Regions from separate parts of the Triticum aestivum genome. Here all the other regions are linked to region 3. Evidence: chromatin contacts called from public Hi-C data. All regions are on one chromosome and are shown on one strand. The core of a region is the stretch at or near the end of the contact, and the rest is flanking DNA. Distances in the headings are between cores, read along the strand shown. Region 1 holds the start of LOC123071180 (NADH--cytochrome b5 reductase 1). Region 2 holds the start of LOC123071171 (non-specific lipid transfer protein GPI-anchored 2). Region 3 holds the start of LOC123071175 (protein rtoA).

Region 1 (4,569 bases), core at 715-3,214, 500 kb before region 3:
CTGCATCTTTAGATCGGATGGCTAGAGATGTGAATGAGACCAATTTATTTCTCAGCTAGCTGAGTTTTAGCAAACCCGTTTTTTTTTCCGAAAAAACTTTCAATCTATTCATCTTCAATCATGGCAGTACAACGAATACCAGAAATAAAAATTACATCCAGATTCGTAGACCACCTAGCGACGACTACAAGCACCGAAGCGAGCCGAAGGCGCGCCGCCGTCATCGCCCCTCCATCGCCGGAGCCGGGCATAACTTGTTGTAGTAGACAGTTGGAAAGTCGTCGTGCTAAGGCCCCATAGGACCAGCACCCAAGAACAGCAACCGCCGCCGATGAAAAATAACGTAAATCGGAAGGATCCAAACCGAAGACACATGAACGTAGACGAACAACGACGAGATCCGAGCAAATCCACCAAAGATAGATCTGCCGGAGACACACCTCCACACGCTCACCAACGATGCTAGACGCACTGCCGGAACGAGGGCTAGGAGGGGAGACCTTTATTCCATCTTCAGGGAGCCGCCGCCGTCTCGCCTTCCCGAGTAGGACACAAACCCTAACAAGATTGAAAAAAACGACTAAAAACGGAGCCCTCTCGCCGGCCCTTGCCAGGATCCACCACGCCTCCATGGCCCTAGGGAGACGAGGCGGACCTGCGCCGGCGCCGGCGAGAGACACAAACCCTAACTTTCTTTCTTGGAGGAGGAGGAGGAGGTGGAGGAAGAGAGAACGGAGTTTGCGTTACTGACACCCCTTAACGATACAAGAAGGAATCACTCCCCCGACACGATGGACCCTAGCTTCTTAGCTCCCGCGGTGACCCAAAACGGTGCATCCCTTTTTGATGTTGTCAGCAATAACCATAAGCGAAGTGTCCTTGCCACGGAAGACGCGAGCGTTTGTCTTATTCCATATCATCCACGTGGTGAGCATGGTGAGCAAGGCCATGCCCTTCCGGTTGGGAAGGGAATCATCGGTCATCCCAAGCCACCAATCTAAGATAGAATGCCTCAGTGGCCAAGTGGAGGTATCAACATGAATGAGTTTCTCCCTTTCAAGCTGGTGGAAAGTGTCAAGTGTGCGGCTGCTGCTCCGCCTCCATAGTCCATACATGACCAAGTCTAACCAATCAGCCGAGCCGGTGGACCGGTCCGACCGCTGGCAATGCAGACGCACAAGTGGCGTGGTGGTAGAAAGCGGTCTAAACAAGTGACCAAGCCCGCCGATGCCAATTGAAAAACTGACCAGACCAGAGCATCTATCTATCGATCTACTACCAATCAATCCACGTTGGGATGAGGGAGCCATTCCGGTCGATCACAGAGCTGGGCCCAGCGTCCCATACCCAGACAGCGATTGATGCGAGCACGAAATTACTCTCCCAACCCCCGCTGTGGCGATGCACTAAACATGCATTACCAGCAAAATGAGTTCATCCACATGCTTAGCTTCAGTTCGTGATTCTCGAATGACACGCAGGAAATCGCCTTTTGTTCAGACTAGACTGCAATGTGCCGTGTCATCACAGTTTGGTACCACTAGCATTTCTGAAGCTACTTTTGCAGTGTGCTCACCGAGACACACCTGAAATTCAGGCTCTGTTTGCGTCTCTGAAGGTACTTTTGCAGTGTATTCACAGTTTCTGAAGGTGCTTTTGCACACCTGAAATTCAGACTCTGTGTTTTGAACTGTGGCGAGGGCAAAAGGGCGAATACGACCTCGCGATCTCCGCCACCGCACCGCGCCGCGCCCACAGGTCTCACCAGTCACCACCGGCGGTTTCCGTCTTACCAGTCACCACCACCGCACCCCACCTACCCCCGCTCCCGCAGCTAACCCCGCGCCCGCCCCGTCTTCTAATTCCAAACCCAGCTAAATCTCGCACCAAACACCGCAGCCCGAGGCACCCAACCAACCAACCCCCGCCCCGAGCGTCGCGAGGGAGACAGACAGACAGACAGCCGCGCGGGAGGAAGGGGGCCATGGATTTCCTGCAGGGGCGGAGCGTCGAGACCATGGTGGCCGTCGCCGTAGCGGTCGTCGCCGTCGCCGTGGGCGCCGCACTCCTCCTCTGCCGGTCCAAGAGGCCCAAGGGTATGTATGTATCCGCGTATGGCTGTGCTGTGCATATTTCGGCAGATAGACGCATGCTTACATGAGATGCCTGTGATTTCGCATGCGATCTGGTGTCCTGGTGGGCCGGAGTCGCAACAGCTTTCAGTTAGTTTCCGATGAGAGGCCGTGGAGCCGCGAATTCGGCCATTGTACTGTGAAAATTGCTGAATTGGTTTGTGAGCGGGTGCTTTTCGTGGTGACAGACACTACCTGCTTCCTGCTTCCTGCTGGGCTTGGTCTGGGCAGTGGCCGTTTACTGTGTCGATGCCGCTCGCTATATGGAGATGATAAACCAATGAAGTGTTTGTTTTCCTAACTGAACTGAACCAGCCAAGTATTGTTCGTGTTTAGACAGGTCTGTTGAACGACTAGAAGATATGAGCCGCGGTTATTTTTACCTGCTGGCTCCATTTCAGGACGGCCTAACCGCCTAAGCAGAGCTGTGCCACGGGCAGATTTTCCCCATTTGTCTTGCTTGATTTAGTCTTGCCATGTTATCATGAGTAGTACTTGAAAAGAAGCGTTGCATACTGGCTAACATCTATTACGCTTGTTGTGAGATTATGGATTTGGATGGGTTACTGATGTGAGTTTAATAACTGTGCACCTGTTATTCTGCAAAAAAAATTAAAAATTGTTTGGTTTGCTGCGTGGTTCTGTAGAATTTTTAAGTAATTGCTTGTGGAATTTCACACCTCATTCTAGCATTCATTACTTCTTCCATTCTTTGTTTCATCAACCAAATAAAAAAATTGCTCGAGCATTCTTTCTGCTGGAGCTTAATGTCATTCTTGGTGCTCTTTTTGCTGTCATCAGGCTGCTTGGATCCTGAGAACTTCAGGAAGTTTAAACTTGTGGAAAAGACACAAATAAGCCATAATGTTGCCAAATTCCGATTTGCTCTTCCAACCCCTACCTCTGTGTTAGGCCTTCCAATTGGTCAACATATCAGTTGCAGGTTTGAATTATGTGCTGCTTCTAAATTCTGAAGTTTGCTTTTATAATGTATACTTCTTTCAAACTTTAATCATGTTAATGTTCCCTCCTTTTATTCAGAGGTCAAGATGCTACCGGTGAAGAAGTAATCAAGCCTTACACACCTACTACATTGGATTCTGATCTTGGAAATTTTCAGCTTGTTATAAAGGTATGTGTTCATTTCTTTATACTACAATAATATTGGTTAACAATCTTATCTTTTTGCTCCACATGATTGTGTGTTCAGCTGTAGTTTCTTCACCTTTTCTTTTTTTAATATTTCCCTTTCCCCATAATTCAGATGTACCCTCAAGGAAGAATGTCGCATCACTTCCGTGAAATGAAAGTTGGTGATTATATGTCTGTAAAGGGACCTAAGGTAACACTCTTTTTTATCATGAGCAACCTGTGTTAGTTTCATAAGAAATAGCTGCACAGGTGTTGTTATTTATAGTCCACATTCCCAATGTCATGCTTATTTGCCATCTAATTATAAGTTTAACATGATTTGTTCTCTGATCTAGGGTCGTTTCAAGTACCAAGTAGGACAAGTGAGAGCTTTCGGAATGCTGGCTGGTGGATCTGGCATCACTCCGATGTTCCAAGTAAAAAAAAAAGTTCAAACAAAGTTCTATATTGCAGTCAATGATGCTACAGACCCGTTTGTTTGGTTTCCACTAACAATCTTTTTTCTGTTCTCACAGGTTGCAAGGGCAATTCTCGAGAACCCTAATGACAAAACGAAGGTTCATCTAGTCTATGCAAATGTCACACCTGAAGACATTCTTCTGAAGGTGGAATCGCCATCCTTTTTTCTGTAGAAACTCTTTTTTGGTTTTCGTGCAGTCTCTGATACAGAAACCATATGATGTTAACCCATTAGACCAGAGTTACTGTGAGCATATTTGACACATTTAGTAGAACTTTATAAGGTTGTTATCAGCGATGTATCTATTCCGTATAGTTGTTGATGATATAACACTTACTCCCTCCGTTCCGAATTACTTGTCTTGGATTTGTCTAGATACAGATTTATCTAGACTCATTTTAGTGGTAGATACATCCGTATCTAGACAAATCCAAGACAAGTAATTCGGAACGGAGGGAGTAGATGCCAAATATTGTTTCCTCTTATTCCCTCTAGGATATTTTAGTGTAAAATATCTAGAATGTCTAAGGTGATTCAGAACTTGTGCACAACTTGTACCGCAGTAAAAGGGAACTAGTCACACAGAGTAATTTGTAACTGAAACTTGCATATAACTTCCCTTGCTTTCTTTTTTATTGTAAATATTAAACCATCTATAACTGAATACATGAATTACAAAGTTACTCAAATCATGAAAGCAGCATGGGCTTGAGCTAAGGGATGTCCTTGTATGATGGATGCGCTTCACTAGTACTGTGCTATTTTGCTTGGTACTGACTTCATAGGTCTGTTTAATCTGTGCAGGAAGAGCTGGACAGCCTGGCC
Region 2 (4,393 bases), core at 525-3,024, 300 kb after region 3:
GAATAAGTGTACATCTAGCTTTTGTTCTAACTCAAAGTTTTGAAACTTTGACCAACTTTGTAGGTAAAAGTAGCACCATTTATGGCACTAAATTAATATCACTAGATTCGTTCTGAAATGTATTTTCATAATATACCAATTTGATGTCATATAATCCTACTACTCTTTTTTAACAAGTTGGTCAAAATTATAAAACTTTGACTTAGGAAAAACGGTAGAAGTACACTTATTCGAGGACGGAGGGAGTAGGTAGTAATACACAGAATGTCAACCGTCTCTAGCAGATTACACACAGGTAAAGGAACTATTACAAGGAATGGATCAACCAGAAAAATAATCTCTCGTGTACAGCAATGGGAATGTGAGGCAAGAATGGAGAAGAATGTGATCTCATCGGGCCAAGCGTGTGAGACCGGCACAATGCCACACGTTCGCGAACTCTTGCTGCCCTAGAACATGGCGGCGGCCGTGAACGCCAGCGGTAGGGCGGCGAGGGCGACGAGACCGCGGCCGGTGAGGCTGCCGGGGGCGTGGGACTTGGACTTGGACGGCGTTCCGGATGGCGGGTTCTCTGCAGGAGGCAGAGTGGAGCAGAGTAAGCAGACTTGTTTCAGGACCCTATCTCACTCTGAAAGTCTTAATAGTACCTCAAATGCCTGCCTTGTTATTATTGTACAGAAACATTTTTGCTTGAATAAACATGCCAAAATCAAAAGACCGAATGTGAACATTTCACTCGTTCAAAGAGGCGAAAGACTGAATATATCCGATGTCTCCCTAGTAAAAGATCTATTATGCAATCATGCCAAGTAACACTAGTAGAGTTGCTGAAGTAAAAAAGGACCGAAGAACCAGGGCAGGCAGAGTAGCAATGGCTTACCAGGCATCTGTGGCCCTGTAGCGGATGGAGAGACTCCTGTTAATGGCGCCGAAGAAGGCCCCACGGGGACTCCAAAAGCTGCATTTTTTTTGTCTCTGTTAATAAGTTACGACTGCCACTGTAGTAGTACATCCAAAATTCAATGTGTTCTTTTCTGCGAGGATAATTCGGTGGAATTCGATTGCTAAATCATGCCATTAGGTTGTTGGACAAAGACCGTACTACTTCTTTCACTAGGCTACTCCAGCTTGAGTACAGATTGGCATGAGTAAATAATTAACGAGTTTCCATGTTTTATTATCGCCCGCTTGAAGATGAAATCTCTTTTCCGTGTAGACAGATCAGTGAGCCTTGTGAAATACTTCTGCCTTTCGTCCATGTACAGTTTAAGCTACTTGATCACTGACTAGCTTACTCCAAGCGAAGCGACGGCAGAAAAAAAGCGAAGGATTACCTGCGCAGGCGCTGAGCGGCGGCGCGTTGAGGCGGCAGACGCCGGGCAGCGCCATGGCGCGCTTGTAGTCGACGCTGATGCCGTAGGAGTCGGCGCCGCCGGCGAGCAGCTGGCAGAGGCAGACGGGGTTGGACTGCAGCAGGCCGTCCAGCTCCGGGCAGCAGGCCTTGTCCGGGTGCCGCGTCTTGCTCCCGCTCTCCACGTACGGCAGGCAGTCGGACATGTTGAGCACCGCGGTCATGCACTCGGAGCTGATCCCGGCAGCCGGCGCCGGCGCGCCGGCCGGCCCCTGCGCCGCCGCCATGCCCGCCGCCAGCGCCAGCGCCACCACCGCGACCAGCAGCCCGGAGCACCGCCGCAGAGTCGCCATGAGTCTTTGTTCGCTTGGGAGGAAGGTGGTGGTGTATGGAGTATGGGACTGCAGGCAGGGTCGAGTACGCATGACCGATGTGTGAGCGCGAGTATATATAGCCGGAAATAGGGCCGCCGTTGTGGGTGCTGTGGCGGTGCGCCGAAATGGACCGGTCGGTCGAGCTGCGTGCATGCCCGTTCTGGTGATTTCCTACTACGGGCAGTGCTATTTTCATTGTGGCATTTTGCCATGTGCGATTGTTAAGTCTCAGTCGGATCTTACATGAAGATCCATTTAAATTTTTCATTTCAGTATTTTTTTCTTTTTATATTTTATGTCATTTGATTTAGACTTATTAAGTTTCTGAGACCTAGCCACACACTTTGCCATATTGGTTGATTAGATGGGCCTTTTTTTTTTAGAATAGTTGATTAGATGGGCTAACTACGTGCAATGCTATTTTTAATAGACATTTTGACGCTAAGTCTCAATCGATACTATATTCGTTGGATCTTACATGAAGATCCATGCAAATTTTCTATTTTAGCTTTAATATATTATGTCATTTGATTTAAACATGGTTAAGTTTTAGTTGACTGAGATCTAGTTACACTCTTTCCCTCATGCAAACACGCACGCCCAGCCAGGCTGTTAATTTGAAGCGAGTTCAAACGTACATGTCTCTGCAGTTTGCAGAGTTGGGGCGGCAGATTAGACGCGTCGTATCGGGCCGTGCTGTGCCGTGCCATGCCGTCCGAGACTGAAAACACATTACATAGCGAGATCTCATACTGTTACGGAATGAACGCACAGTACTGATGACCGATGATGACCCGTCGAAGCGCCCAATTCCGTGCCAGATCTGCCAGCGTGCAGGTGCGGTCACTGGCAGAACGAGCCACTGTTACGGGGGAGATATCGTTTGTTCGGTTAAGTTTAAGGCCGGTCAAATCCAACAGTTGTACGTACTGAAACCATCGGGCCGGCCGGTCGGGGTGGTGCTCGGGTCCGTCCAGTACGTCGCCCGTCCTGACCCGGCCCGATCTCCGGCACGGTACCACCACCGCCGCTACAGGCTGCTCCTCGCCACGAATGAATGCCGAAATGAATGCGGCAGCCGCACCGTAACTGTAGCACGTGTGGTACCAGCGCCACCCATCACTGCGGCGAAGCAGCTTGGAAAATCGAAACGAAGAACCACCGATGCAACCCATGATCCATGAGGCTGGTCACAATGGGAAGGAACTTAGGAGTAACATCACACACTTCAATATAATTTTGCTTATGTGGCACATATTTAATGAAGAGAGAGATGTTTGTGGTACTCCCTCCGTCCGGGTTTATTAGGCCTAAAGACAACTTCTCTTAGACCAAGACACATAGTAATTTGCTCACATTAATTCTTCCATTTCACTTCCAATGCACTCTCTCACATGCATGCAACCAATGAAAAAGCACACATGAAGTGTATTAAATTTTCAGCCATGGCACCAACAACAATAGTTTTCAATACAACCAATGAAATGGGTGCATGCATGCACCTTTCCAACACGGGGCCTTATAAAAGGGGACATGCTTGTGATGCTGAGAGGCCTAATAAACCCGGACGGAGGGAGTAACTAGCTAAGTTACCGGAACATCACACACTCCAAGAAACAATGAGTCTATAACCTAATAAATACATCGTTGCATGACACTACATAGATGTTTCTATCTACTATGAAGATAGTAACATAGTCTAGGAAAATGTGTAAGTTACTAGATTATTTTCTTGCCCATTGTGACCAGCCTGACCATGTGTGTGTGAATGAGTGAATCTACCTTGAATGAATGCGGCTGGCTGCGCCACGCAACAGGCTGGGAGGGAGAAGGACAGGGGGGCCGTGATTCGGGGCCGCCCGGCCACTAGTGTGCTCCAAAAATCAGTTGGGAGGACTCAGAGGGAAGCTCTGATGGCCCTGCCTCCTCTGGCCGCATTGATGGGGCGTCGCCGTCCATGGGTTGGGGTGGGGGGATGGATGAGCATGTGGACGTCGCTGTGACGATGAAAACGGAGGTTTCAGATTCGGGTCAGGCCGGCCGCGAGGGGCCGCCGCGACACGACGGCGGCGACGGGTGTTCATATGTGGCATCACGGCATTCAGGAGCTATGTACGTAGCAGGAAAAAGACCGGGTGCTTTCTGTTCAGGAACGAGGCAATGCTGTGGTCAGGTTGCACTGAACATGTCTATGCACTGCCACTGCCCACTGGTGGCCTCTGCTTCACTCTTGGTAAAAGGTTGGTGGGAGGTGAACTGGTGACCTCCACTACGCTACAGCCGCAGGCAGGTTCCATGGCACAGCTCCGGTGTGCCACTGCCAGGGTATTTTATTCGCCGGGGGACGAGCAGATACGGAGCGTTGCCAAGAGAATCAAACTGGTTTATGTGTTTCGTTCCTGAAACAATACGTGATCTCACGGCCGCAGCAAGTTGCAAATTCGTGGCTCTCAAATTTGAGCGCCCGCACCAAGTTGCAAAAAATTCTCTTCCCCCTGCACGGCCGCCCCCGCTACGTTCCTCACCTCCGACGACCACGACGCACGAAAGGCCGACACCACGCACCCCCGCCGACCTCCGGCCGCTAAATTCTAGCCAGAATTGGGCTTGTTTTTTGTTTCGTTTTTTCTTCTTCCGGAGGCGCTCCCTCTAGTGTCCCTAGTCCTAC
Region 3 (4,515 bases), core at 454-2,953:
TTCCTTTTATGCCATTTCTTATTAGAATTTGCATTCGCATTCATCCTCGGCACATTTTTCTTTCAAGATAGAAGAGCATTGTGTCTCAACTTGCACATACATAGTTCATTATTAGCATAGCATGTTGGAATGGATAACCGGCAACGAGGAAGATATGCGGCCTTTCGGAACTATTCACAGTATCAGTTTTTTTCTTCAACCTTTTGTGCAGACAAAGGCATCCGCAGTGCAGCAAGTGCCAAGATATTCGTTTCGGGGAAAAGAGTCCAAATGCACTGTGGATTCTTCGTCGGTTCATTTGTTTGGGCATGTGTGCGCACATGATGTACGTGGCGTTGTTCCTTTCCAGCAGAATGAACGAATCAAGCTCAACTGATCCCTTCCAATTGCCGAAAGAATCTTATCCTTTTCTTTTGGCGGCGAAAAAGCAATTTTCCCACCAATTGCTGCCGAGAGAATGTTATTCTCATCGAATGTGTACCGTGCAGCCGCCAGCTACTCGTGTGGACGCCAGCTATTTTCAGAGCAGAATAGTCCGGCCCTGGTGCTTGGCCGTCACGAAGTTGTGGGCGGTCGACTTTTCTACAGCAGAAGGACGACTGGTCTGATTGGATTTCTTCAGCTGACCGTTGGTTTCTGGGGAGCGTACTGTATGAAACTGTTGGCTCGGTGCTCTTCATTTTGCCTTGCATTTCGGGTTTGGAGATGTTCTCATTCATTTGTATGCTAGTACTAAGCGGTCAACTAGCCTTAAAAGCATCCTCGTCCATGGCGAGTGATGAGCAGCCTCTGCAAACCTTTTGTGACTCTTAATTTGGATTCTTGACTTAAGATCGCTCATTCACTCGGTCTCGGTTTCGATATCATCTTAGAAGTTATTAGAATGTTTCAGTCAGTTGACCAAAGAGCTTCAATTAACTAGAAAAACAATAGATGTGCACGTACAACGTTCAACACATGTCCTCGTGCGAGGCGGCGGCGGCGAAGGGTCGCCGGTCGCGTGAGTCGGCGAAGCCGGCATAGCAAGCACCCGGCAGCGACGCCGAAGGCCACGGAGCAGGTACCTGTCAACAGGCACAGCAAGGCCGAAATAATCACTCGTCACGCATCAGACGTGACACCCCCAAAACGGGCCAGGAAAAGATCCCGATCGCAAAATAGCCGCGCCGATCGTACCCGCCGGCTCATCACTCTCCTGCCCGGTCCAAAACGGGACGAGTACGAGTACTCGTACGGGAACAGCCTCTCCCCCGCCTGCCCGCCACGGCAAATTTAACAAATTTGACCTATAGACGAAATCAAATCACAGAATGAACTGAGCGTGAAACTATTTCACACGGCTGACCCGTGGCGCCTAGTTCTCAGGCGCTGCACTAGTGCAACGCCTGGGAGCTAGGCGCTGCACTAGTGTAACGCCCAGGAGCTAGGCGCTACACTGTACAATATGGCGCCTAGCTCTCTATGGGTTAAATTTGTCAAATTTGCCGCCCGCCACCCCCGTCTGAATTTTCCCCGGGCGCCCGGCCGACGTGGCGCGCCTTCCGTGCCGCACCTTATTCCCGCCGCGCTGTACCTGTTGACCCGGCCACCCCCCGCTGCAGCCGGGCCCCGCGCGTTGGCGCCCAGCCTGTCACCCACTTCCATTTGCCCGTACCCAGGCCCCACCCGTCAGGCCGCACGGTATATAACCCCGGGGCCCGACCCGCTCCGCCCTCTCGCCGCACCAATAGCCAATCCACGCACACCCGCTCCCGTTCCGTAATCTCAGCCTCCGTCCTGATCCGATCCCCAAATCCCTCGCCTCGCCGCGCTCGCCGTCGACCTCGTTCTCTCCGGCACCAAATCCTACCTCCGGTGAGGCCGACCCACAAGCAGGGCGTGACAGCGCCCTCTCGTCGTATCTCCCGCCGCCCCTCCTCTCCGCCCGCCGTCGTCCCCGGTCGCCGGAACCCGACAAGTTGGATATCTAGGCGGCACCGCAGCGTTGCGGCGCCCACCGCGCGGACAGGATGTCTGCGGCGCCAGCCGCGTACCCCACCAGCCTCCGCGCCGTCGCGTCCGGGAACTCCGAGGCCTCCTTCTTCCCCTGCTCGCACCGCCTCAAGCTCTCCTCCTCGCATCGTTTTAGTAGTAGTAGTATTGGTAATCGTAGTAATTGCCTCTGACGTTTGCCTCCCCCTCGTTGCCCACGACCTTCGGTTCGATCTGCTCCTTGTGCTCGTCCTGAGGATTGTCTGGTTGTGAGGGCTCTGTGTTACATCTCTGCCTTTTGTGTTCGCGCGGGTTTGGTGTCTGTGTCTGTGTTCGATCACCAGGTCCGATCCAGAGCGATTTGGCCTGTTGGAGGTTGTGATTGCTGTCTCTCCGAGGAAAGAGGTATGGGAAAGTTTTGCCAGGTCATTTTTTCTATGTGTGAAAATATGCCAGTTTACCCTTCTGGTGGAATTGCAAATGCAATGAAATTGTGTACTCCCTCCGTCCGGAAATACTTGTCATCAAAATGAATAAAAGGGGATGTATCTAGATGTATTTTAGTTCTAGATACACTCCTTTTTGTCCATTTTGATGACAAGTTTTTCCGGACGGAGGGAGTACATATTAATGGTGGAATTACGTTCCTTTCGAATATTTGTTGTCTTATGCAGTTAGACTCTTTAATTATATCATGGAGTGAATGCCCTTAGGCTTTAAACATGTTTTGTGATTAGTTTCTTTATAAAATACTGCTACTCCCTCTGATCCATATTAGTTGTCACTCAAATGGATGTATCTAGCACTAAAATACATCTAGATACATCCGTTTCAGCTACAACTAATATGGATCGGAGGGAGTAGTAGATTTTTGGTTTACCTGTTTTGCTAGAAATGTTGCCTCAGATCGAATGAACTTAAATATGAGCAATATATGTGCACCTATTTCTATCATATGGTCTTATTAACTTTATCTAGTAAACTAGGGCGTGGTCCTTAAGAAGTCCTTACTTGTTCTATTCTAATTTTTGTTTTTCCCTGCTAAGCAGGAAGTTCTCTTCTGAACTTCGGATTTAGCTTGTGGATGGGCGGACCTTTGGTAGACTGCAGTGCTGAAGGTGTGAGCAGCAGCTCATGTCTCAGCCGCAGCACCTGTGGAAAAGCAGGTTTTGAGCACAGCTCTTGTGCTCTCCCTGAAGATGAAAAGTTTGAAGCTGGAATAGCATGTGTGAAAGATGATTTGGTTGTCAAGGAAATCAGTTTGGCTCTTGCTGAGGTGATGCGTGTCTATAATGACAATGATGATGAAGAGACAGATCTGAGTGAAGACTCTGACGAAAATGGGGATTCACTTTCTATAGAATCAGATTCGGCTGATGATTTGGTTGATATTGACACTGAAGTGGTCACATCGTCAGCCTTCACTGCTGGGAATGCGTCTGAATCATCAACTGGAAATTCAGAGAATGGAAATTCCTCAACCACTGTGAGTATTTGATTGCAGTACACGCATGGACTCTTCCTAATCTGTCTTATCTTGCCAATCGCTATGCGGCTCTTCATATAAAAATGTGCTATAAGTGTTGGATGCTTAGTTTTTGACATATTGACTCTTGCTTCTTAGAACATATTATTACCTGTCATTTAGAATTTTGGGTAGCTAAATGTAATTCTGCTCTTATGATTTGCTGCTCCTTCTTATACCTGTTAGGAGGTATCATATCTTGTCATTGTACGGGTAAATTGATTGTGCTGATACGATCTCGTCATCTTTGATAATTGTTTGAATTGACCCGAGAATGATGTTATTTTTTCTACTCTTATTTCTTAATATTTTTTTCATTTATTATTGTCTGACTGTTGCTCTGAATTCTGAAAATGAGTATGACCTCAGTGTTATTGCTTGTGCTAAATGTTCTGTTCTCTACTTGGATGGTGATGTGTTAAATGTTCTGTATATGCAGGGGACTCAACTGTTGGTTTCCGCAATGAAAGGAAGCCGTGCAAAGCGGGGAATTGTGACAAAGTTGAGTGTTTCATGGGCCCCTGACGTATATGATCCTCCTGTTACTTCTGACTCACACACAGTGGAGCCACACCAGAGAAGTTCAAGGAAGAGCCACTACAAATACAAGCCCCCAAAGGGCGGCAGCGGCAGCAGCAGCCGCAGCAGCAGTGGCAGCAAAAAGGAAAAGAAGCATTCTCACCACAGCAGCAGCAGCAGCAGCAAGAGAGATAAGAAACCTTCCTACCGCAGTAGCAATGGCGGCAGCAGCAGAACCGACACTAGTGATCCTCAACATCGGAAGGCATATGGCAGCAGCATTACCAGCAGAACTGACACTAGTGTTCCTGAATATCACAAGTTATCGCCGTGGCAGCCACTGGCTAGTGCCGCCGTGGAAGAAGCCATGCCCCCCGTACCTGTACTGAAGGCCATGGAACAGATCAAACGCAGTTCCAGCTGCTGCAAGGAGCCGCCGATAAGCATGAAGGCCATGGAACAGATCAAGCGTAGCTCCAGCTGCTGCAAGGAGCCGCCGA

The links. Hi-C and Micro-C count contacts between places; a contact is called where the count stands out from the background.
Region 1: a contact with region 3 is called in a Hi-C map of leaf, with 5 times the contacts expected there. The contact joins the promoter of LOC123071180 here to the promoter of LOC123071175 in region 3. A contact is called at or near these places in 2 of 5 Hi-C or Micro-C datasets (both in leaf).
Region 2: a Hi-C map of leaf shows a contact between it and region 3, with 4 times the contacts expected there. The contact joins the promoter of LOC123071171 here to the promoter of LOC123071175 in region 3. A contact is called at or near these places in 2 of 5 Hi-C or Micro-C datasets (both in leaf).

What each region holds. Positions count from the first base shown.
Region 1 is chr3B:597,571,234-597,575,802 of IWGSC CS RefSeq v2.1, reverse strand. It overlaps LOC123071180 (NADH--cytochrome b5 reductase 1), which reads left to right and starts at 1,964. Exons shown (of 9, transcript XM_044494692.1): 1 at 1,964-2,096; 2 at 2,934-3,075; 3 at 3,174-3,264; 4 at 3,397-3,474; 5 at 3,620-3,700; 6 at 3,800-3,889; 7 at 4,549-4,569. The coding sequence starts at 1,985.
Region 2 is chr3B:596,776,098-596,780,490 of IWGSC CS RefSeq v2.1, reverse strand. It overlaps LOC123071171 (non-specific lipid transfer protein GPI-anchored 2), which reads right to left and starts at 1,774. Exons shown (of 3, transcript XM_044494674.1): 1 at 1,335-1,774; 2 at 881-958; 3 at 1-571. The coding sequence starts at 1,704. The coding sequence ends at 450.
Region 3 is chr3B:597,072,419-597,076,933 of IWGSC CS RefSeq v2.1, reverse strand. LOC123071175 (protein rtoA) reads left to right here and starts at 1,703. Exons shown (of 3, transcript XM_044494686.1): 1 at 1,703-2,376; 2 at 3,021-3,457; 3 at 3,936-4,515. The coding sequence starts at 3,056. It overlaps LOC123071177 (F-box protein SKIP24), which reads left to right. Exons shown (of 5, transcript XR_006434149.1): 5 at 212-847.